Regions from separate parts of the Mus musculus genome. Here all the other regions are linked to region 4. Evidence: chromatin contacts called from public HiChIP or PLAC-seq and promoter capture Hi-C data. All regions are on one chromosome and are shown on one strand. The core of a region is the stretch at or near the end of the contact, and the rest is flanking DNA. Distances in the headings are between cores, read along the strand shown. Region 1 has its middle 21 kb from the start of Gm32276. Region 2 holds the start of Arhgap24 (Rho GTPase activating protein 24). Region 3 holds the start of Lrrc8d (leucine rich repeat containing 8D). Region 4 holds the start of Nudt9 (nudix (nucleoside diphosphate linked moiety X)-type motif 9). Region 5 has its middle 24 kb from the start of Gm32230. Region 6 overlaps Lrrc8d (leucine rich repeat containing 8D). Region 7 holds the start of Zfp326 (zinc finger protein 326).

What was found. Promoter capture Hi-C pulls out the DNA fragments that hold promoters and counts their contacts. HiChIP or PLAC-seq counts read pairs in DNA pulled down with a chosen protein or histone mark. Capture Hi-C pulls out chosen DNA fragments and counts their contacts.
Region 1: a promoter capture Hi-C map of embryonic stem cells shows a contact between it and region 4, with 4 times the contacts expected there. The contact joins the enhancer-like site here to the promoter of Nudt9 in region 4. A contact is called at or near these places in 3 of 39 promoter capture datasets (the 3T3-L1 cell line, embryonic stem cells and pre-B cells), 1 of 484 Hi-C or Micro-C datasets (B cells) and 2 of 115 datasets of contacts at active chromatin or transcription factors (large pre-B cells and pancreatic cancer cells).
Region 2: a promoter capture Hi-C map of pre-B cells shows a contact between it and region 4, with 4 times the contacts expected there. The contact joins the promoter of Arhgap24 here to the promoter of Nudt9 in region 4.
Region 3: an H3K4me3 HiChIP or PLAC-seq map of pro-B cells shows a contact between it and region 4, with 8 times the contacts expected there. The contact joins the promoter of Lrrc8d here to the promoter of Nudt9 in region 4. A contact is called at or near these places in 7 of 39 promoter capture datasets (the C10 cell line, the HPC-7 cell line, hippocampal neurons and 3 more) and 2 of 115 datasets of contacts at active chromatin or transcription factors (large pre-B cells and pro-B cells).
Region 5: a contact with region 4 is called in a promoter capture Hi-C map of pre-B cells. The contact joins the enhancer-like site here to the promoter of Nudt9 in region 4. A contact is called at or near these places in 2 of 39 promoter capture datasets (the 3T3-L1 cell line and pre-B cells), 1 of 484 Hi-C or Micro-C datasets (B cells) and 1 of 115 datasets of contacts at active chromatin or transcription factors (large pre-B cells).
Region 6: a contact with region 4 is called in a promoter capture Hi-C map of liver, with 2.9 times the contacts expected there. The contact joins the enhancer-like site here to the promoter of Nudt9 in region 4. A contact is called at or near these places in 2 of 39 promoter capture datasets (both in liver), 2 of 115 datasets of contacts at active chromatin or transcription factors (embryonic stem cells and large pre-B cells) and 1 of 9 other capture datasets (liver).
Region 7: a contact with region 4 is called in a promoter capture Hi-C map of adipose tissue, with 3 times the contacts expected there. The contact joins the promoter of Zfp326 here to the promoter of Nudt9 in region 4. A contact is called at or near these places in 7 of 39 promoter capture datasets (the 3T3-L1 cell line, the C10 cell line, the HPC-7 cell line and 3 more), 2 of 484 Hi-C or Micro-C datasets (both in the G1E-ER4 cell line), 3 of 115 datasets of contacts at active chromatin or transcription factors (astrocytes, large pre-B cells and pro-B cells) and 2 of 9 other capture datasets (adipose tissue and liver).

What each region holds. Positions count from the first base shown.
Region 1 is chr5:105,671,249-105,673,948 of GRCm38.p6, reverse strand. No RefSeq gene overlaps it. Among named protein-coding and RNA genes, the nearest start is that of Gm32276, 21 kb to the right of the region's middle. Within about 2 kb of position 1,393, at least 8 of the 459 cell types and tissues checked have an H3K27ac peak or open chromatin away from gene starts, as enhancers often do. A contact at or near this core is called in embryonic stem cells, where this site is marked.
Region 2 is chr5:102,479,945-102,482,644 of GRCm38.p6, reverse strand. It overlaps Arhgap24 (Rho GTPase activating protein 24), which reads right to left and starts at 1,254. Exons shown (of 10, transcript NM_029270.2): 1 at 783-1,254.
Region 3 is chr5:105,698,556-105,701,255 of GRCm38.p6, reverse strand. Lrrc8d (leucine rich repeat containing 8D) reads right to left here and starts at 1,287. Exons shown (of 3, transcript NM_001122768.1): 1 at 1,002-1,287. Gm42166 reads left to right here. Exons shown (of 2, transcript XM_017321263.2): 2 at 393-2,700. The coding sequence ends at 1,368.
Region 4 is chr5:104,045,522-104,048,221 of GRCm38.p6, reverse strand. Nudt9 (nudix (nucleoside diphosphate linked moiety X)-type motif 9) reads right to left here and starts at 1,358. Exons shown (of 8, transcript NM_028794.4): 1 at 1,076-1,358. The coding sequence starts at 1,182. Mir5619 (microRNA 5619) reads right to left here and starts at 219; the gene lies at 159-219.
Region 5 is chr5:105,618,686-105,621,472 of GRCm38.p6, reverse strand. No RefSeq gene overlaps it. Among named protein-coding and RNA genes, the nearest start is that of Gm32230, 24 kb to the left of the region's middle. Within about 2 kb of position 1,447, at least 54 of the 459 cell types and tissues checked have an H3K27ac peak or open chromatin away from gene starts, as enhancers often do. A contact at or near this core is called in pre-B cells, where this site is marked.
Region 6 is chr5:105,757,023-105,759,722 of GRCm38.p6, reverse strand. The region is part of intron 2 of Lrrc8d (leucine rich repeat containing 8D); the gene reads right to left. Among named protein-coding and RNA genes, the nearest start is that of Gm42166, 54 kb to the right of the region's middle. Within about 2 kb of position 1,417, at least 14 of the 459 cell types and tissues checked have an H3K27ac peak or open chromatin away from gene starts, as enhancers often do. A contact at or near this core is called in liver, where this site is marked.
Region 7 is chr5:105,875,151-105,877,850 of GRCm38.p6, reverse strand. Zfp326 (zinc finger protein 326) reads right to left here and starts at 1,283. Exons shown (of 12, transcript NM_018759.2): 1 at 1,153-1,283. The coding sequence starts at 1,168.

The DNA.
Region 1 (2,700 bases), core at 144-2,643, 1.6 Mb before region 4:
ACACCCTGGGGTGTGCACTACACACATGTACTCTCGCCACGCCGGAACACACAAACAATCATAAGAGTATCACATAAATACATTGACTTTTGGGTGGAGGAAATTCATGGTCCTCCCCTCCTCCACCCCTGAGATGGGCCCAAAAAGAGCAATATTAATGTGGACTAATTTTTCAATTATTATTATCTTATGTGTTTGGGTATTTTTCCCACATGTATGAGAACCACGCACGTGTGGTGCCCACAGAGACCAGAAGACGGCTTTGGATCAGGCTGGGACTGGAGTTACAGCTGGTTGAGAGTCAGTATGTGGGTGCTTGATATCAAACCTGGATTCTTCGGAAGAACAGCCAGTGCTCTTAATCCATTTGCTTAGCTAATTCTCCAACCTCAATAATTCTCTCTCTCCTCTCTCTCTCTCTCTGTCTCTGCTTCTCTGTCTCTGTCTCTTTGTATGTGTCTGTCTCTCTCTGTCTCTTCCTATCTGTATGTCTGTCTATCCACCTGACTGTCTGTCTCTCTGTGTGTCTGTATGTTTTTCTGGTGTCTCTTTCTGGTGCTGGTGATTGATCCCAGGCCCTTGTGGGTTCAAGTCAGGGGCTGTCTGTCCCTCAGAGCTATATTTTCTATTCTCTGGCCAAACTTGCTAAGGAGCAGGACACTGGATGTCTTAGTCAGTGTTCCATTGCTGTGAAGAGACACCATGACCATGGCAACTTTTTTAACAGAAAGCATTTAATTGGGGCTGGCTTACAGTTTCAGAGGTTTAGTCCATTACCATTGTGGCAGGGAGCATGGCAGCACACAGGCAGACATGGGGCTGGAGAGATAGCTGAGAGTTCTACATCCAGATTCATAGGCAGGGGGAAGAGAGAAACCTCAAAGCCCACCCCCAGTGACACACCTCCTCTAGTAAGACCATACCTCCTAATCCCTGTCAGATAGTGCCACTCCCTGATGACCAAGCAGTCACACCTATGATCCCGTGGGAGTCATTCCCGTTCAAAGTAGCACCGTGGAGGTGGTGTTAAATAAGCTTGACCTGGGAGAGGAGCCTCTTCTGTCCTTGGGGTGGTTTTCCTCTGGAGGCACACAGGAAAGAAAGAAAAAAGGGCCTGTGTATCTCCTTTTGCTCTCTCTGGCTTCTTTATGCTCACCCTTCCTGCCTGTCTGGGAATGTAGATGCTGTCTTCTGAGGGCTGTGGCCAGTACCCAGAACAACCCTGGTGTGTGCTCCGGCTCCCCCTCTCCTCTTCCTGGGCTCTCCTCACTGGACTGCTCTTTCCTTACTGTTGAGTGCTGGGATGAGGACGGCTGAGAGTTGATGCTGCTTAGAGGAGAGCCATCATCATGTGGCCCCTTTGAAGGCCCCAGGCCATGTTATGTAGCTAAACATTGATTAACAATGGAGTTCCTGTCAGAACTGCCCTCGCCCCAGAGCTGTCTTCAGTACGTAGATGGGCCTATCAAACTGATCACAGGCTTAGAGACAAGTGAAGGACAGACAGAAGGGGTCCCATTGTCTATCCAGGCCATCTGTTTTTCTGTTGGTAACAATATTTCTTTTTTTCTACCAACAATATTTTGTAAATTAATCAAAAGAAGGAGTTTCTAGGGAACTCTGTTCTAATTTGTTTTAAAATGAAACAATTTCAGCACAATGACAAACAACAACAACAAAATAACAAACCTCAAACTTGAAGCTGGAAGGCGGAGGTTCAAACGGTCTTAGTTATATAATGTTGGCTAACAAATTTAGCCTCTGTGTTTCTTGGGAAAGAAGAGGATGGAAGAGGGGGAGAAAACATATGAATTAGGAGTTTCTAGGTTTGCTGTATGCCAGGTCTCAGAAATCATAATTCCCAGTTGTAGCATCCAGCCTGACATAACACCTAGGAGGGAACAGCTGCACCATAGACTCATTCTGCACTCTGGACCCTTCTGCCAAAGTCAAGTGACCAAACCGACCCCAACCCCAGTGGTTCTAGGTGTTAGCATTCCATATAAACTCCACCCCACAGTTACCTGGCAACAGCCAGGAAGGCCTGATCCACTATAAAAGAGCCTGCTTGCCTCCTCCTCTCTCTCTTGCTTCTCCCTTGCTCTTGCTCTCCCATCCCCATTCCCTCCCTCCACCCCCCACGGGCTCATGGCCAGCCTCAATTTCTCTACTCTCTCCCTCTCTCTGCCTTTCTCTGCCTCTACTACCCTCTTAACTCCCTTCCCCATGCCCTGAATAAACTCTATTCTATACTATACCATCATGTGGTTGGTCCCCCCATACCTCACCACACCCCCATAGAACATATTCTTTCTCTTTATCTTTTTATAAACACATTACTAGGGGCAGACGCCAAAGACTGGCATTAGCTCGTTTTTAGTGTCCTTCTTTCCTTCCGTCCTTCCTTCCTTCCTTCCTTCCTTCCTTCCTTCCTTCCTTCCTCCCTCCCTCCCTCCTTCTTTCTTTCCTTCCTTCCTTCCTTCCTCCCTCCCTGCCCCCCTCATGTGTTTCTCTGTGCGTGTCTGTGTGTGTCTCTGTGTGTGTGTGGGTGTCTCCGTCTCTGTGTGCATCTGTGTGTATGAATGCACACCTGTGGACAATGTAATGCACTTGAGGTTTACAATCTGTTACAATTGAACAGAGCCCCAGTGCACACTGAGCCTTCTTACTTTCATGGAAGAGAAAGTCTCCATCTAAACT
Region 2 (2,700 bases), core at 5-2,504, 1.6 Mb after region 4:
CCTGACTTTCTCATTTCCTTTTTGAAGAATGGGATGAAACAGTGATGTTTTGGAAGCTAAACGGGACTAATCTGTAATATGGTGAGTAAAGGGACAAAAACAAACACACTAGGGAGAGACTTACTCAGATGAGTTGGAACAGATTACAGTGGAGCCAGGAGCTGGGTCACTAGCCCATATTAGACAGCCTAGCATCTCAAAGGCATTCCGCCTAATAATCTCTCTTTGAGGACTTTCACAAGAAATACTGCTAAAGTTATCTTTAATAAGAATGTACTGCCTGCTTCTCTTTTAAAGTAGGTGGATACCTCCTCAAAATACTACTCCTTCAAGAAGTCTAAACCCATCTGTGTGTCTTAAAATCCACCGAAGATTACCACTTTCCGGTACAATAGTAACACAATATATACTGAAATCTACCTCCACACGCCAGTTGTCTAGGCAACTCTGAAACTAGCTAAAACATCAGCAGATGAAAGGAGAAGGTAGACGGCGGGAGTAGAGACTGTATCAGTTGCATTTGTTTTGTAAGTCAGAAACACAAGATGCCTGCTTGTTGTGTTTTACACGCAAGCGAGTGCTCTCGCGCGCGCGCGCACGCGCACACACACACACACACACACACACACACACACACACTGAACCAGTATGGTCCCAGCGTTGCTCCTGGCTCACAGCAGTTACCTCCCTATAGCCTGAAGCTGCTATCCACCCACCCTCCGGGTGGTTTCTCCCCCCCTCCCCCCAAGCCCCAGCTCCACAGCAGCAATCAAATCACCTACCCTGCCAGGGATGCCGGACCTACAAGGGATGGCTGGCGGCTGCTCCGATGTCCAGGCTCCTAGGACTGGCCTAAAGATGAGTTCCAGTCGGCAGGGTGCCCTTTACTTCCCAGGGCGAGCGCAGAACCCCATTCGCCAGGCCTGCGTGCTGCTCTCAGAGGAAGCCCGGGCAGCCCCAGAGCCACAGCTGCATGGAAAGTTGGGGGGGACTCCCCCAGCAGTCGCTGTCTCGCTCTAGTTCTGTCCCCTCTGCAGCCTGGGCGGCCCCGCGGCCCCGTGATTCCCTTCCGAGTCCCACCGGCTTTCTCTCACCCGGGCTGAATTGCCACATGCACTTGAGAAATCCTAGCAGTTGCGCAAAGAGTCAAGAAGTTAGAAAGAGTGATTGTGTGTGAATGTGTAAATATACAGTACAAGAGGCTGGAACAACTGAGTGGGGCCAGCCCGCAGACGCAGCCGGGTTTCGGGTTTCAGTTGGCAGCTGGCGGCTTCAGAGGACCCAAGCAGCACTGGTGGGGTGGCGGGAGCCCCGCCCTGCACGCCAGCCTCACCTCCAGAGCAATGCTGGGCGGGCGCCCCATCAGACACCACTGCCTGGGCCCTCTGCAGTTGGCTGCGTTCATTTCAGCCCAAATGCAGCATGAGGGCATGCTGCTCACAGATCTGTGGCTATGGGTGAGAGAATGTAAGGAACCCAAAGCCCCCACTCTTGTGTTCCTTCAGCAAGCCTCACACACTGGTTATGCGCGCCCTGCCACCATCTCTGCCAAATCTTATTTCTCCAGCTTAAGCTTTATTCCTAAAAACGTATTTAGATGAGTGTGCTCTAGTCAGGCATTTCGAGAGATGTTAAGTGTAATAAACCGTCTTGACATGCTTTTAGAGTTCTCAGAGCAAGGTGGCAAATATATTCCTGATATAGACTGCCCCAGCCCCCAGCCCCCAGCCCCCAGCCCTCCCCACTCCCACCCACTGAGCGCTTACTGTTCTAGGTGTTTGGCACTCTTAGGTTTCCTAAAGCCTGGTGTTTTGGATTTTGTCCTTTGGGATGTCCAGGCACATGCTCAGGCTGACGAGCATACAAGCCTGGATGGGCACGAATAGGTATTTTGCTTTTGTTGCCGTCAGGTTTCCGGGGCGGGGGTAGGGATGAGTCTGCTCCATCCCAGGCCGAGGTCCCACTAGAAAATTGATTTTTCTGGCAGGAGACACCTCAGCCCTTTAATGAATGAAATTAAGTTCGGGGGGGGGGGGAATAAGCTCTTTTGCCTGATCCTTTAAAATGTGTGTAGAACCCCTAGCCAGAAGCCATGTGGCCTGTGTTTCTAATTGGTGGGATAGATGACCTTCAGCGGCTCACAAGGCCTTGCATGTTGTAATGGCGGACTGTTAACACTGTCAAGTGACAGCCTGTGGGCAGTTCTAAATGAGAACTGCAAAACAATGAGATTAACCAAAATGAAATCTGCACACATTCCATGCCCTGAGAGCCCCTGGAAGACAAGTGTCAGTAGGTATGATTCAAGACTGTGACATTTCAAAAAGGCAAGACTGCTATTAGGTTGGGAGCCTACTTTCTGGTTATAACAAATGTTACCACAGCAATTCAGACCCAAGGTGACACAAATTAAACTCAGGGAGGCTGCCCGGCAGATCCCAGGCTGAGAGATTAAGATACATCCCATCCTTGTGTCCAAGGCCTTTGGCCTTCACACCTCTGTCTCCATCGTTTCCACTTGACACCATCTCACCAGCCAGTGTGATGTATGGGGTTCTTAGGCTAGAGAGAACACAGAAAGAGAAAGGGGAGGGTTGTCATGGAGACGGCAGATGAGGTAAAGGAAGAGTTCCATCTGCTAAGAAGGACCACAGACCCTTCTACAGCCAAGTACACTAGTGTATAACTAACAACGCTGGT
Region 3 (2,700 bases), core at 38-2,537, 1.7 Mb before region 4:
GTTCGGCGAGGACGCCCAATACTTGGTCTCATCTCTTCGCCTTCTGCTCCCATTTCTTTACCCTGCTTTTTCTTTCCAGCAATCCTACCTCCCCACTCTCTGCCACGCACACCCCAGCTGCATGGGAACCGCGAGACCTTATACCCCAACCCTCTCCAGAGGGGACCTACCTCTCCTCCCCTCGACCCGAAGCAGTTCTCCTTCACTGCGGATGGCTTAAAAAAAAAAATCAAAGAACAACAACAAAAAAATCTCATTTCCTTATCTGTTAGGGATACCCCACATAAAGGGGGACAGAGACAGAGTGTCCCCCATCGACCCTCCAGTAACTGGAGGTGACAGTCCTCTGGGAAGGCACCCCAGTTCTCCTCTTTTTCAAGCCCCTAAACCAGAATCAAGCAGAAGTCCCGTTCCCAAGAGCCCACGCTTCCAAACAAGCTAGAAGCGGATTATACCGGTACCCAACCCGGAGATGGCCCGCGGCGCGCAGGGTGCACCTGCGGCCCCAGTGCCCTCCCCCCGGGCGCGGAGGGCGGGGCGCAGGGCTCCCCTCCCTTCCCCGCCCCAACCCGCGAGCACCCCGAGTGGCCCACCCGGAGCGGGACGGAGGCGGATGGGGAAGCGTTTCTGCAGAAGTTCAAGGGCTCCTCTCGCCGGCTCCGGGCCAACCAGGCCAGACACCAGACACCCACCTCCTGGAGGACTCGGAGCCACCGCGATAGGCAATCTCCGCCCCTGCGTTCGCGCGCACGGAGGCCGAGGCGGGAGCGCGGCAGCCGGCACCCGGCCCGCGCAGGGCCCAAAGCGAAACAATGTCCCAGCACGGGGTGGGGGGGCTTGGTCGCACTCCCCGCCCCAGGGTCCCGAAGCCCTCCGGAGTTCCCGATCGCAGCCCCGGGAGCAGCCGTGCTCCCCCGCGGCGCCGAGAGGCCGGACGTCTGCGCGCCCCGGGGCCGCTCCACCTGCGCCCTCCCGGCCAGGGTGGACCGACGCGCACCCACCTTCGCGGGCAGCCCGGGCCGCGCGTGCGGGAGCTTAGGCGGAGGCGGGAGGCGGCGGCATCACCTGCGGCGGGCGGCGGCTGCACCGGGACGCGCCCCGGAGGCGCGCGGCGCCCTGGACCCTGAGTCCGCGGCCCCGCCCGCGGCTGCCACCTCTAAGCGCGGCGGAGGAGCCGGGGCACCCCGGGCGGCGGCAGCGGCGGCGACGGGAGCAGCAGCACATGACTCTGTAACGAGGGGAATTAGACAAAGCGTAACATGGACTCCAGGCCCGTGCAGGCGCCGCAGCTCTGGGACCAACCGCAGCCTGCGAGCGCCGCGACTGGCCGGGTCGCAGCCAATGGGGCGGGCCCGGGCCTCCATGTGATTGCCTGCTCTGGGCCCGCGCACCCCGCCGCGCCTGCCTAGGGGGTCGGTCCGGCTGACCCGAGGGGCTGGGTGGCCGGGAGGTGACCGGGATTCTGGGCTGGCTGCTTGAAGCTCAGCAGGTGCACGAGGCGGAGAAGAATGGCCGCCGAACGTCGCCGGAGGCGCAGAGCTTATCTCTTTCAAGCGCACCTGGGCAGGGCATGGTGCCAGGCTGTCTGTTCCCTTGAAGCAACCGGGCTGGGCCGGGAAGCTTCGTCTGTGTTGCAGTTTCAGGAGGCTGTTCTGACCACTAAAAGCTGATCGTTGAGATTGGGAGAACGGGTGCGGGGTAGGCATTAAAAAGTCATCCAGTGCCTTCCAACTGGGAAAAAGCAATTACCTGGGATTCAGGGCTCGTGCACCTAACTTAATGTCTGCGCAAACAGATTTCTCTGCTAACAATGCCTTATCTCGTACGTTTTATTTTCAGCTGAATCGGGACCTCCCTGGTCCCAGTCGTTTAAGCCAAAAACGTCGTGCGTACGAAACAGGCACTTGGGAAGTTGTTCTAAAAAAAGTTTCCCAACTCGATAGCTTTCCGGTGTGTTTTTGTTGCCGTGCGGGTGAAGTTTCCTTAGTGTTCTTTTTTTTTTTTTTTCCTCTGTGGAGAGATGAGGGCCAGGACACCAAGTCAGTCAGGGTAATTATTTTAGTTCAATCAAAACAAACGATTCCTCCCCATACTTCAGTATCTCCTTTCATCTGAAACCTCACGCTTCTGGGAACTCATGCCCAAAAAGATGCCCTCCAGATTCATTTATCATCCAACGCTCTTAAAGAAGGCCAGGATCCTACAGAGAGAGGCAAAAAGGAAAATGTTTTTCTGGGCTCCCAGATGGTGACAGTGGCCCCTAAAAGGTAGAAGTAGGCCGCCCAGACATGGAAGAAGAGGCCAGGCCTTGAGGGCCAACACCCTCCCGCTGAGCAGCCCCAGGCAGTTTTAGATGGAACCTCAGCCTTTTGTTTGCTTCCCGGACCCTCCCGGACTGCAGCCTCTCCAATTCCCTACACCCTGCCAAGGAGGAAGTGCGTGGGCAGCCAGTGTGTGGCAGGTGATGTAATTACAGCCCTGGGTTTGCTGATCTAGGAGGTTAGAGGTTTTCATGCTCCTGACAACTAATGGTGGGACGGCTGGATGAAAAATGTCCTGCTGTTAAAATCAGTTTAGAAAAGTTTCTCCCTTTGCAGAACCACCACTTGCTTTTTCTATCATCTTTTTTTTTTTTCAAGCTGATTCTAGAGGTTTGTGGTTTTTTTATGGTTTTATTATTGGTATAAATTAAAAGGTAGG
Region 4 (2,700 bases), core at 109-2,608:
TACACGTCTTTTGTTTCTCGACAGATGTTTTACAATCATCTGTCTAGACCAGCAGGCACTCAACAAACACTTGTTGACTTAGCTTTGGGTTTTTCTTTGGAATAAGCAGTTTCAGTTCTGGATATACTTCTTTAAGTGTTCCTTTCCCTGTCGTGCTAGAAATCACCAATGAGCTTTTCGTTGTTCTGGTAACAACCAACAAAAATGCCATTAGTGACTTCCAGAGAGCAGGAAGTTCTCCCCTCAGCAAGCCCCACTGAAGAAGGTGTATAAAGGGTGTTAACCCACACCAGCAGAAAGAGGACACTCTGATTGAGGGGTTTTAAGCACTGTCAGGAAAGCAGAAAGGGGATGGCACCGTGGGGCCTACAAACCACAGCAGAAGTAATTCTATTTTCAATGAGGTGAAGGAATATGTCACTCCTGTTTGGGAAGCCCACAGAAATTCCAAACTCGGTCTCACACGGAGCCCAAATTGCCAGGGAACTAACCTCTTTCCTCTTCGGAACCGAAAGCTTGGTGAGTTTGCCTCCTAGATAAAAGTCAAGCTTGAGGCGTGGGTGGTATGTGTTTTAAGGAAGACACTGGTGTCAGAGAACTTAACAGAACCAAACTTACAAACTTTCCAAGTCACTAGGAAATAAAGTTGCGGCCACCTCGCCCAGGAGAGAAGGGAAAGAACGAGGTTCCCAGTACTGAGGCACTTGTGCGCACACTTCATCTCCAGTCTACCCAAAAGCCAATAATCAGCGCCTTCCAGCGCACAGAAAACACTGTCTGCTACTCAGATTAACAGTATATATTAACAGTATATTCCATTATATGGACTCGGTATCACCTCTAGCACGGAGCAACACACCATAAATGCTCTTCAAACTCTGGTGATCTATGAATTAGCGTTGGCGCCTTATCTGGATGGGCAAATTAAAAAGTCAGAGATCGAGAAGGGTCCTTGCTATTGGCTTCCCAAAATCCAGTACTTCAGCACAGCCTACATAACCTCTGGAAAAGGAAGGAGGGGATCGCAGGTCCACCCGAGGTCTCGGAACCGCAGCCCGTCCTAGAATCGGGGTACCTGGGTGCGGGGACGGCGCGGCAGGCTGAGGACCGGACAGTCACTGACGCGAGGGCCACCGAGAGCGACACGGTGGCTACCGCCTGCCCCAGGGAGCGGCCGGCCATCGGCGCCTGGCGCCTGGCGCGCGGCCCGCGAGGGTTCGGAGGTGGCCGGCCTCGCCCGGAGCCCCGCCTTGAGCCCCGAACCTGCAGCCAGCGGGCACTAGGACCCGGCCGCGCTCCCCCAGCGCCGCTGGCCGGCGGCGCCAGCAGCCCCACGACGTACCCGACGCGCGACCGCGCTTTACGGCCACGCCGCAAACTAACCTGTGTGCCAGGCCTCTCCGTCTGCGCAGGCGAACTGGAGTGCCGCGGCGCGGCAGGACGCGGAGACCCAGAACCCTGAGGCTGAGCGGAAGGAGGGTCAGGGGCGACCACGTGCTTCCAGGAGAGGAGGGCCGTACGGAGGAGTCACGTGAGCCATGCGAGGTTTGAGAAGACGTAGGATGAGTCAGTGACGAGTCTTGAAACACCTTGGTTTGGTTTCCAGAAGCCAAGTAACTTGCTTTTCGAAACTTGCCCGCATACCGGATTCAGAGACCGCCTGTGAACAACAAAATGTGGGCGTCCCGCCGGTCACGTGATCAGGCCAGTCACGTGACCCCTAACCCTTAAGGAGGGAATCCCCCAACCCTGGAACGCAGCCTGGGCTCCCCAGAGCCCCCTTCACGGTGCTGTCCGTGGTGTTGGTGACTCTGATAAACCTCTTGTCCAAAAGGAAAGCCGGCCTCGGTTTCCCACTTTCGAACCCCAAAGCCAAAACTTACAGACAAGCTGTGAAAGTGGCACGCGGTCTGGATAATAACGAACGAAGGACTAAAGTTAGCCAGATTGAAAGTGGTAAAGCCAGGCGTGCATCGCGGCTTGCACTCCAGGTTTCATTCGTTTAATTGTTGATGAGACATATTCTAAGCCTATCATCAACTTTGGGCCTTGCAAAACACACCGTATGGCGTTGGCTCTTAAAGCCAGGCCAATCAAATACTAACAGTATCCTGAAATCCACAGCACTCTTGGGATGGGACAGCAAGAAAAAAGGACTGCACAGTAACACTTCAGGGCGTTGCCTTCGTGACTATACTACACCCCTTAAAATGCCCGCTTAGAAAAACTAAAAGTATGGGAAATTTCCTCCCCACCCCTGCCCAAACCTGGTGACAGATAGGCAGATCCCTGGAGCAAAGTAAAGATTATATTTTCTTTCTCTGCACTTTGGGGCATAAGCCTACCACCCCACAGTTTCCTGGAGATGTGGTAGACATGTCGTTGAGGTGTGAGCGAGCACTCAGGAAGATAAATCACCTTGGGCTCCAGCCCCTTCCAGAGATGGTTGTTTTCAGCTTGCTCCACTGCTCCTGTCATAAGAAACACGTTTGTTTCTACACACACACACACACACACGAACACCTTAGATCCTTCAGCACCATTCCCCGGCCTTCAAGATCCCTATTCTTTTTTTTTTATTTTGGTTTTTTTTTTTAATGAAACTAGAACCCAGTTCATAATGTAGGCTTTCCTACGGCAGCAGTAGCCAATAAAAATCTTTCCTTGTGACTTTAACTAGTATCCTCAAACAGGCTAGTG
Region 5 (2,787 bases), core at 198-2,697, 1.6 Mb before region 4:
TTTCTTGTGGTTGCTCTGCCACACCCACAGGTTCAAGACCAGCTTGAGTAACATAGCAAGACTCAAGCAAACAAGCAAACAAACAAACAAACGTTTGAGAAGCAGCTAGCGTGTGACAAGAGTAAGAGAGAATGGGACCTGAATAGTGAGAGGTCAGGAAGGGAGAGCGTTAACTCTGCTGGTGGAAGTGAAGAGCAGGAGATGTGGATCTGAGGGAGAGAGAGACAAGAAGGTGGGAGGGACAGGGCTTTCCACCATGTGATTCTAAAGGGTTTGCATTGCTCCTGTGCACATCCTGACACCCATCCAAATGGTCACCAGTCCCTGAAATGTACAATAGCCTGAGGTGCAAACACTTGCCTTAGTAGAGCTAGAAAGAGATCCAAATGCTAGACCAGGGCTGGAGACTGTGGAACAATGAGCTGACAAGTGAGAGATCTCTGTGGAAACGGGCAGAGTCAGTGGCCTGAAAATATGACCATACTGGGAATTTGTGCATCCTGAGGAAGGGGAGGGGATTGCAGGGTGTGGCTGAGGGCAGGAAGAAATTAATTTCCTCTGAATCTTAAGGGAATTGTAGACCAGCTGACATGGTCCATGCAACCTTACTCTAGATGACATGCTATTGAGCCGAATATGTTGGTGGATTTTTAGAAGCGTGAACATGACTGAGGGAAGCCCTGAGAGAGCTGCTTTGAAGATTTAGTAGGCTGGAGGCATTAGGCAGCTCTTACTGTGGTATTGCATAATCATAGTTTGTATCAGCTGTAATTCGGCAGGCTGCCCACTGCGAGTCATCTTTAAATTGCATGCTGGAGATCATCTCTGGGACTTTTTCTGGTCCCTTTGCTCATGAGTAATTGTTTCCTAGAAAACGTTTACAAGCCTCAAATGTTCCTACTGAGCTGGAAGGGTGTGGGCCCTCTGGAAAGGCTAGTGAACAGGATCTGTGCCTTCAAGACATACTCTGACTGTCTTGGTCACTGTGGAGGACTGTCACCTTCACTGAAGTCAGGCCAGGGAGGGGGCAGATGGCTAGGGCTCTCTGCACAGCCTCTTGAGTTGCTTTAGGATAGAAAGAAGCTAAAAGGCTTTGTTAATGCTACCCAGTCTTTCCTCTTTTTCTAACCATCAAAACCAATGTGACATTTTCTCTTAGTAATTTGTGTAAGTCACCAGGGATATGTGCATGTATGCACAATGTATGTTTCTGAATGATACTGGACATTTGGGGCTTACAGGAAATTTGTGAAAATGCTAGCTGAAACCCTTCAAAAAAATGATTTTTAAAATGTGAGGGGCTGAGCTGGGTGGTGGTGGTGATACACACCTTTAGTTCCAGCATTCAGGAGGCAGAGGCAGATGGATCTCTGAGGTCAGCCTGGTGTACAGATCGAGTTCCAGGAAGCCAGAATTACACAGAGAAATCCTGTCTCAAAAAACCAAAAAGAAAAAAATGTGGGAGGAGGAGAGATGACTCAGTGGTCAAAAGAACATACTGGTGCTCTTGTAAGAAGGCCTGAATTCCGTTCCCAGCACTCAAATCAAGTACCCTACAAAATCCTATAGCTGCAGCTTCAGGGGGTTTCAACTTCCCCTGCTGGTCACTCAGGGCACTACACTCATGTGAAATACACACACATATACATACATACATACATACATACATACATACACAATATTTAAAAATAAAATCCTTAAAAATGAAATTTAATAAAAATGAATAAGTTTTCTACTATGTACACTTTTCCAGGTATCCTACTTCGAAAAAAGGAAAGGGGTAAAGAAAAAAGATGGCTTTCTTAGTTTTCTTGTTTTCTCCAATAATCAGTGTAATGAATGGAACTCATTCTCTATGAACCTCATACCTCTCATCTGTAAATGATAGTAACATTTAAGGTAGGGGTCTCACACACGAAACATTGTATCATACCTCTTATGTATAAATGATAGTAACATTAAGGTAGAGACCTCACACATGGAACATTGTACCATACCGCTCATCTGTAAATGATAGTAATATTAATGTAGGGGCTTCACACATGGAACATTGTAGAAGTGTTGCCCAATCTGTGATAGGAAAGGTTGGGGTGAGACTGTGACAATGACATAATCTGTATTTCATGGTCGGCCACAATGTCTTCTGTATGTATATGTTTGTGATGGTTAGTATCGATTGTCAATTTAACATAATCTAGAATTACCTGGGAAGAAAGTCCCAGTGAGGGACTCTCTTTCAGGCTGGCCTGTGGGCATGTCTGTGAGATACTGCATTAATTTCAGAAACTAGAGTGGGAAGACCAACCCATTGTGGGTGGCACCATTCCAGGGGCTAGGAGGATACTCCATTATATCTGTGTGAAGACCAGACTATACACAAGCGGGCATGCATTCTCTCTCTCTCTCTCTCTCTCTCTCTCTCTCTCTCTCTCTCTCTCTCTCTCTCCTTTTGCAATTAACTCCCCCAAGAATTGTCCACTGATAGTCTGTAACCAGAAATTGTGAGCTAGAAATAAATTCATTTCCTCCCCTGAATTTCTTTTCATTAGAGTATTTTATTATGACACTGGGAGATGAAACTAGGGCAATGTACTTACAGTCATACAGTCATATCTATTTTCAGTTCTCTCTCCCTCTCCCTCTCTGAAACTTAACAGAAAGGTGGGGGAATCTATGTTTTCTGTGCAGCCATCCAAAGCTAAACAAGGTCTATGGTGATTCCACCTACACAGCATAGCAGGAGTGATGTGAGTAATTTTCAAGACTGTCCATAAAAGGCAGGCCAGC
Region 6 (2,700 bases), core at 168-2,667, 1.7 Mb before region 4:
GGAAGGGAGCAGCCATGGCCCCTCGTACTACGATGTCAGCAGGAACACGCCAGCTCCCACGCCTACGAAGGCAAAAGCTCCAAGCGTCCACAACAAAACGGAAAAACGAAAAACTCAGCCACGAAGGCACTGACCCAAACGACGGTGAGAAGGTAAAGAACTGTTCCTAGAATGGTCAACGGAATCTTACCATAGCGGAGACAAGGTATGGAGGTATTCTTCAAAGTTGTATTTATTTCTTGTATGTGTGTGGGGGATTTTCACACATCTGTGTCTATGTGCTACATGTGTGGCTGGTGCTCCGGGAGGTCAAAAGAGGGCACTGGACCACCTGGAACTGGAAACACAGATGCTGTGTAGGTATGGCAAACTAACTGCCTCGGGAAGAGCAGCCAACGCTCTTAACAGCTGAGCCCATCTCTAACCCTGGTATTAAAATAAGTATATTTATCATCGGTGCCAAACCACAGTGTGAGGGTTAATCCTGCCTGTCGTGTTGGTGGGATTTAGAGCTACCTAGGAGACAACTCCGGTGTGCCCGTGAGCTGGCCGGAGTCCCAGACGGACTCCACTGTGAGCAGAGCAGGGCAGCAGGTTCACTTTCCTCTGCTTCCTGACTGCAGACAGGCGTAGCCCGCCACCTCACGTGAGGTCCTAGCTCCAAGCCTTCCACACCACATGTCCTCTTAAACCACAAGCCAAACCCTTCCCTCTCTAACTTGCTTCTGGCAGCTCTTTTGGGATAGCATCGGGAAAAGAAGCCAGTATACACAGGCACAAAGGTTCAAAGATTGTCAACAGAATCTGCCTGTCAACATCTTCTACTGTAAAGCACTAAGTTTAAGACTTAAGGTTAGGCATATATATTAGTCTGAGATGACAGTTAAAGTCTTCTGGTAGATAGGCCTGTAAGGACCAGAAACAAGAGTTTACTGGGGGGGGGGGGGGGGGGAGGACAAACAAAGCAAACAGAAAGCCCCCCAAAACAAAACAAAAAAACATGCAAAACCCCAAAACCCAACTACTGTCATCAGAAATCTAAGAGTTGTTATGCTCTATGTAAATTAAACTAGATACAAACATTAATTCCTAAGCTTTGCATTCTAATACATTTTAAGTTTTGAAACACACACACACACACACACACACACACAAAGCAGGAAGGTAGCATTCTCCCAGTACTTGGATCACAGAAGACCACTGTGAGAAGACCACTGTGGCTGGGGTAACCAGGGCACGTGCCTATCACTGTTGCAGCTCTGGGAAGATAAGACAAGTTAGGAGCATGAGTTCAAAGCCATCCCCATAGCAAGTTATTAGAAAAAAAAAATCTGAAACCTAAAAAAGACTGCTCTGTGCGGGCGCTTAGCAAGAAAAGTGCTCCAATTAATGATTAATGACAGCAGTTAAACTCCAGGTAACCATGTACCCGGTCTCTCCGGCACAGTGCAAAAGACAAACTCTGTTGCACCATGTTATCCATGAGCCTGTGACATTTAACCCTAGATAGACACAAGATAATTTCACTCGGTAAACATGAGACATCTGCGAGGAGAGACCGAAGATAACCATCACGCCCAACGCTTGGGGTCCATCCCCGCCAGCGGCTAATGAACCTGCCTTCGCTGGGCCGCACGGTAAACAGCTTACATAACTGTGACCTGCGGCATGAATGGAACAGCTGGAGACTGGCTTCCTCGGGCCCCCACCTCGGTGCTGCATCACCAAGCTTTTCATCCCTGAAGTCGCTTTTGGAGTACAATTCACAAACCACGTCACATTCGATGCCTACGTTGAAGGTAGAGGGTCCTAAAGAAATTACTCAGTTTTAACCTGGTGTGAAGGCACACACCTTTAGTCCCAGCACTCAGGAGGCAGAGGCAAGAGGATCTTGGTACTAAGAGGTTCCACACACTTGTCTGGAAAAGGTTCAAGTGCTGTATCCATGGAGTGTATGATACAGACAAACTGTTGGATCTGAGAGGTTAGACTCAGTTTCTGTTTCAGGAATGTGGCTCTAATGTAATAACAGCTTCACTGAATTACGAATTAGTGCCAAGCAAACAACAATACAAACCACTTAGCACAATGCCCAGTGCACAATCAGAATGAAACCATTAGTTCTAGTTACTGTTACCAGCACCTAGTTACTGCTACCAGCACCTAGTTACTGTTACCAGCGATCTACGTGGAAGAGGAGGCATAGAGACCGTAAGAACAGGAGGTGGCGGGTGCCACCAAGGACACAGTACTTTCCAAACCCAATAGGGCACGTCACACAGAGGCCGTGGCATCACACAAAAGACCTGCACTAAGAGGGGCAAGTGGACATGACACCCTACCCCTAACCAATAAACTGTTTGCAATCAATACCTGCTGACAAAGGCATAGGAAGTTTTCTCCAATGGAGTGTCAGCAGCTGGATCAACCACACTCCAGGGCTACAAAGGAGGAGGCTCCTGAAGATGACAGGTTACCGAACCCCTTCTCCTCAACTCATGGCCTGCCAACGGTCAGTTCCCAGACCTGTGGTGGCTGGGTGGTGGCCGCCTCTCCCCTCCCGTCTTCCAATTCTTATAAACTGGCTCACAGTTTATCTCCTTCAAGAATTCTCAAAGGACTTCGTTATCTTAAGTTGTAATTCTGAGACTCAAGGAGAACTTAAAGAAGAAAAACAGTAATTTTTTCTTTGCATAAATA
Region 7 (2,700 bases), core at 34-2,533, 1.8 Mb before region 4:
CTGAAGAGCTGAACTATATTTCAAAGCAACCGAAAAGTACTCCGAAAAGGGTGATTCTTTTTCCTATATTTACACTTGACAGCCTCAACCTCTTGTAGCAAATCAAAAATCAAAAGCTCATGCAATACGACCTACGCCAAAAAAGCACACCTCATTCAATGTCAAAGCCCATTTCTGGTGGAGGCAGAGGCTTCCTTCACAAGAAATGAACCGGTTTTATTTAGAAATACCTAGTTCCTCGAGATTACACCCAGTTTAATCCTACAAACTGTTCCTCGGCTCCCTAACACTATCACTACTGTTGATCACTTTATCTTGACACTGATTCCTATAAAAGTTGAGCAAGGTTTGAAGATACCAAATTAACTGTACTTCACGGCCAGGGAAAGCTGAAAAGCAACGTTACAATTCGGTTTATTTAACCAGCAAGTCCAACACGGGCTGCTGTGCACCGATCTAGCTGAACGTGAAGGGCATCTGGGGCTTGCTGTGCCAGAATTCTAACTTAGGTAGCATTCATACACAAGCCCCACCACTACCACCCCTAAAAACAAAAATAATAATGATAATGCACTGGGTCACGGAGCTGTTTCAGACGCGGTATTCACTAGCAGGTAACCTGGGTGAGATATTAGACAGCTCGGTCGGCTACGTGGTAATAACTTGCAGATTCTGGTTCTGGGGGAACCGAAGCCCATCTCGATGGAACGCCTAGAGACGCCCTTTATACTCCTCTCACACGGAGAAGCATCGCACGAGCCCGAGGCAGCCTGTGTCGAGCAAGATTCCAGAGCCCGGGGCGACACGGTGAGGACCGGCTCCACCCGCCACCGGGTCGCTGCCCCGAGGGCCCCGTGGGCCCCGTGGGCCCGGTCGCCGCTCGGCGAGGCCAGGAAGTTGCAGGCGGCCGCGGACGAGGCCCCGAGGCTCGCAGCTAGGCCGACCCCCTAGACAGCAGGGCCCCGGGCCGGCCGCACCCCCACGTGGGGCTCCCGGACCACAGGGCTCCGGGCCGGGCCCGCGGTCGCTGCGCGGCCCACAGAACAAAGCCACACGGCCATCTTGAGGCGGTAAACAGACCCCCGGCGCAGGCCGCCCGCCGCCCTCCCTCCCGCCCGCCCGCCACGGCGGCCCGCCCCGCGCGCCGCTCACCGTCCTCGAAGTCCATGCTCGACGCCGCGGGGCTGACGGTCTCCGCGCTGCGCTCGCTGTGGCCCGCGGCAAGAGCCCGCGATACGGCAGTGTCCACACGACCGGCCCGCGCGACCGACAGCGGCGCTACTAGCCGGGAAGCCGCAGGCCACAGCGAGGCTGGGGGCGGGGTCGGGCGGGCCTGCCAGTCGTCGCAGCACCGCCTCCGATTGGCCGACGCGGGGTGGTGGGCGGGTCTCGCGAGGGGGGCGGGAAGCGAGGCAGTTGTCAGGCTCCTGGGTCCTGACCCTGGGGATCGCGGGGGACGGAAGGTGAAACGGGAGTGCGGAAGGCTGGAGAGGGATGTTCTGGAAGGACTCCGGTTGGCCGGCCATGTTGGAGCCTGGCAAGAGCAACCGGGTCCAGGAGGGAGTGCCTTTCTCTTGCAGAAACTCATTAAATGACATGGCGACCTTTGGCTACTGTTGGCTGAAGGAGTGAGGAGGAGAGATTTTTTTCACTACTTATGGAGTTCCTTCCTCTGACACACAGAAGTGTGGGGCGTGCACAGGAACCCTGATTGCCAAATAGGACAGGATCATAAGACTATCCCAAGACAGGCTGCTAGCCACTGCTGGGTTGAAGGTAGTAAAGCAACTGTGAAAGTTCACAGATGGGAAAGATTTGGCAGGAAGAAAGTAGTCCACCGTTCAGCTCGAAGGGGAGAGGGAGGGAGGGGGAGGAAGAGATTATTCCACTTTTAAAATTGTGTTGGAGCAGATGCAAAGGTATTCACTCAGGAACACTATGGGAAGACTCTTGTGGACTTGAACCACAGTTTTAAATAATTTTCTCTCTGTCCTCACAGAGCAAATGGCATTAACAACAAATTGGTTACCTAGATAGGAAGCCAGACATCAATTCTTTGCACTCAATTTGCTAGACTCAGTTCGGAGGAAGCCGGAAATAAAACTGGAAGCACAGGGAGGTATACCACAGTAGCCCCAAATCTGGGCACGGCTTTGTGTCCTCCTGCTCATCTCTTCCTCCTCCACCCTCCCTGACTCATCCTGTTCTCCACCCTTTCCCAATTCCTTCTCTTCTCCCCTCCCACACATGTTTTCTGTTCACCTGGGCTGAAAGCTGAACTCACAATTTCCCTTCTCAGACCTGCTTATCCTCGTGTATTCTCTTGGCTGTTCACGGGGCGGTGAGCAAACCGCCCACTAATCCCAGCCAGAAGGCTGACTCGGTCCAGTCCACTCGAGACTAGCTCACCGCTCTTTCAGCCTCCTACTTCCAATCCACACACTTTTGTATCTGCTTACCCCACCTAAGATATCTTAGGTCGGCCCCACCCTTTCCATTTTCGTGGCCACTACCTGAGTTAGGATACTCACTGTCTCCCTGCAAAACTCTTGCTTATACAGGGCTGGAGAGATGCCTCAGTGGTTAAGATCACTGACTGCTCTTCTACAGAGGTCTTGAGTTCAATTCCCAACAACCACAAAGAGATTCACAGCCATCTGTAATGGGGTCCGATGCCAACTGGTCATGTCATTCCCACAT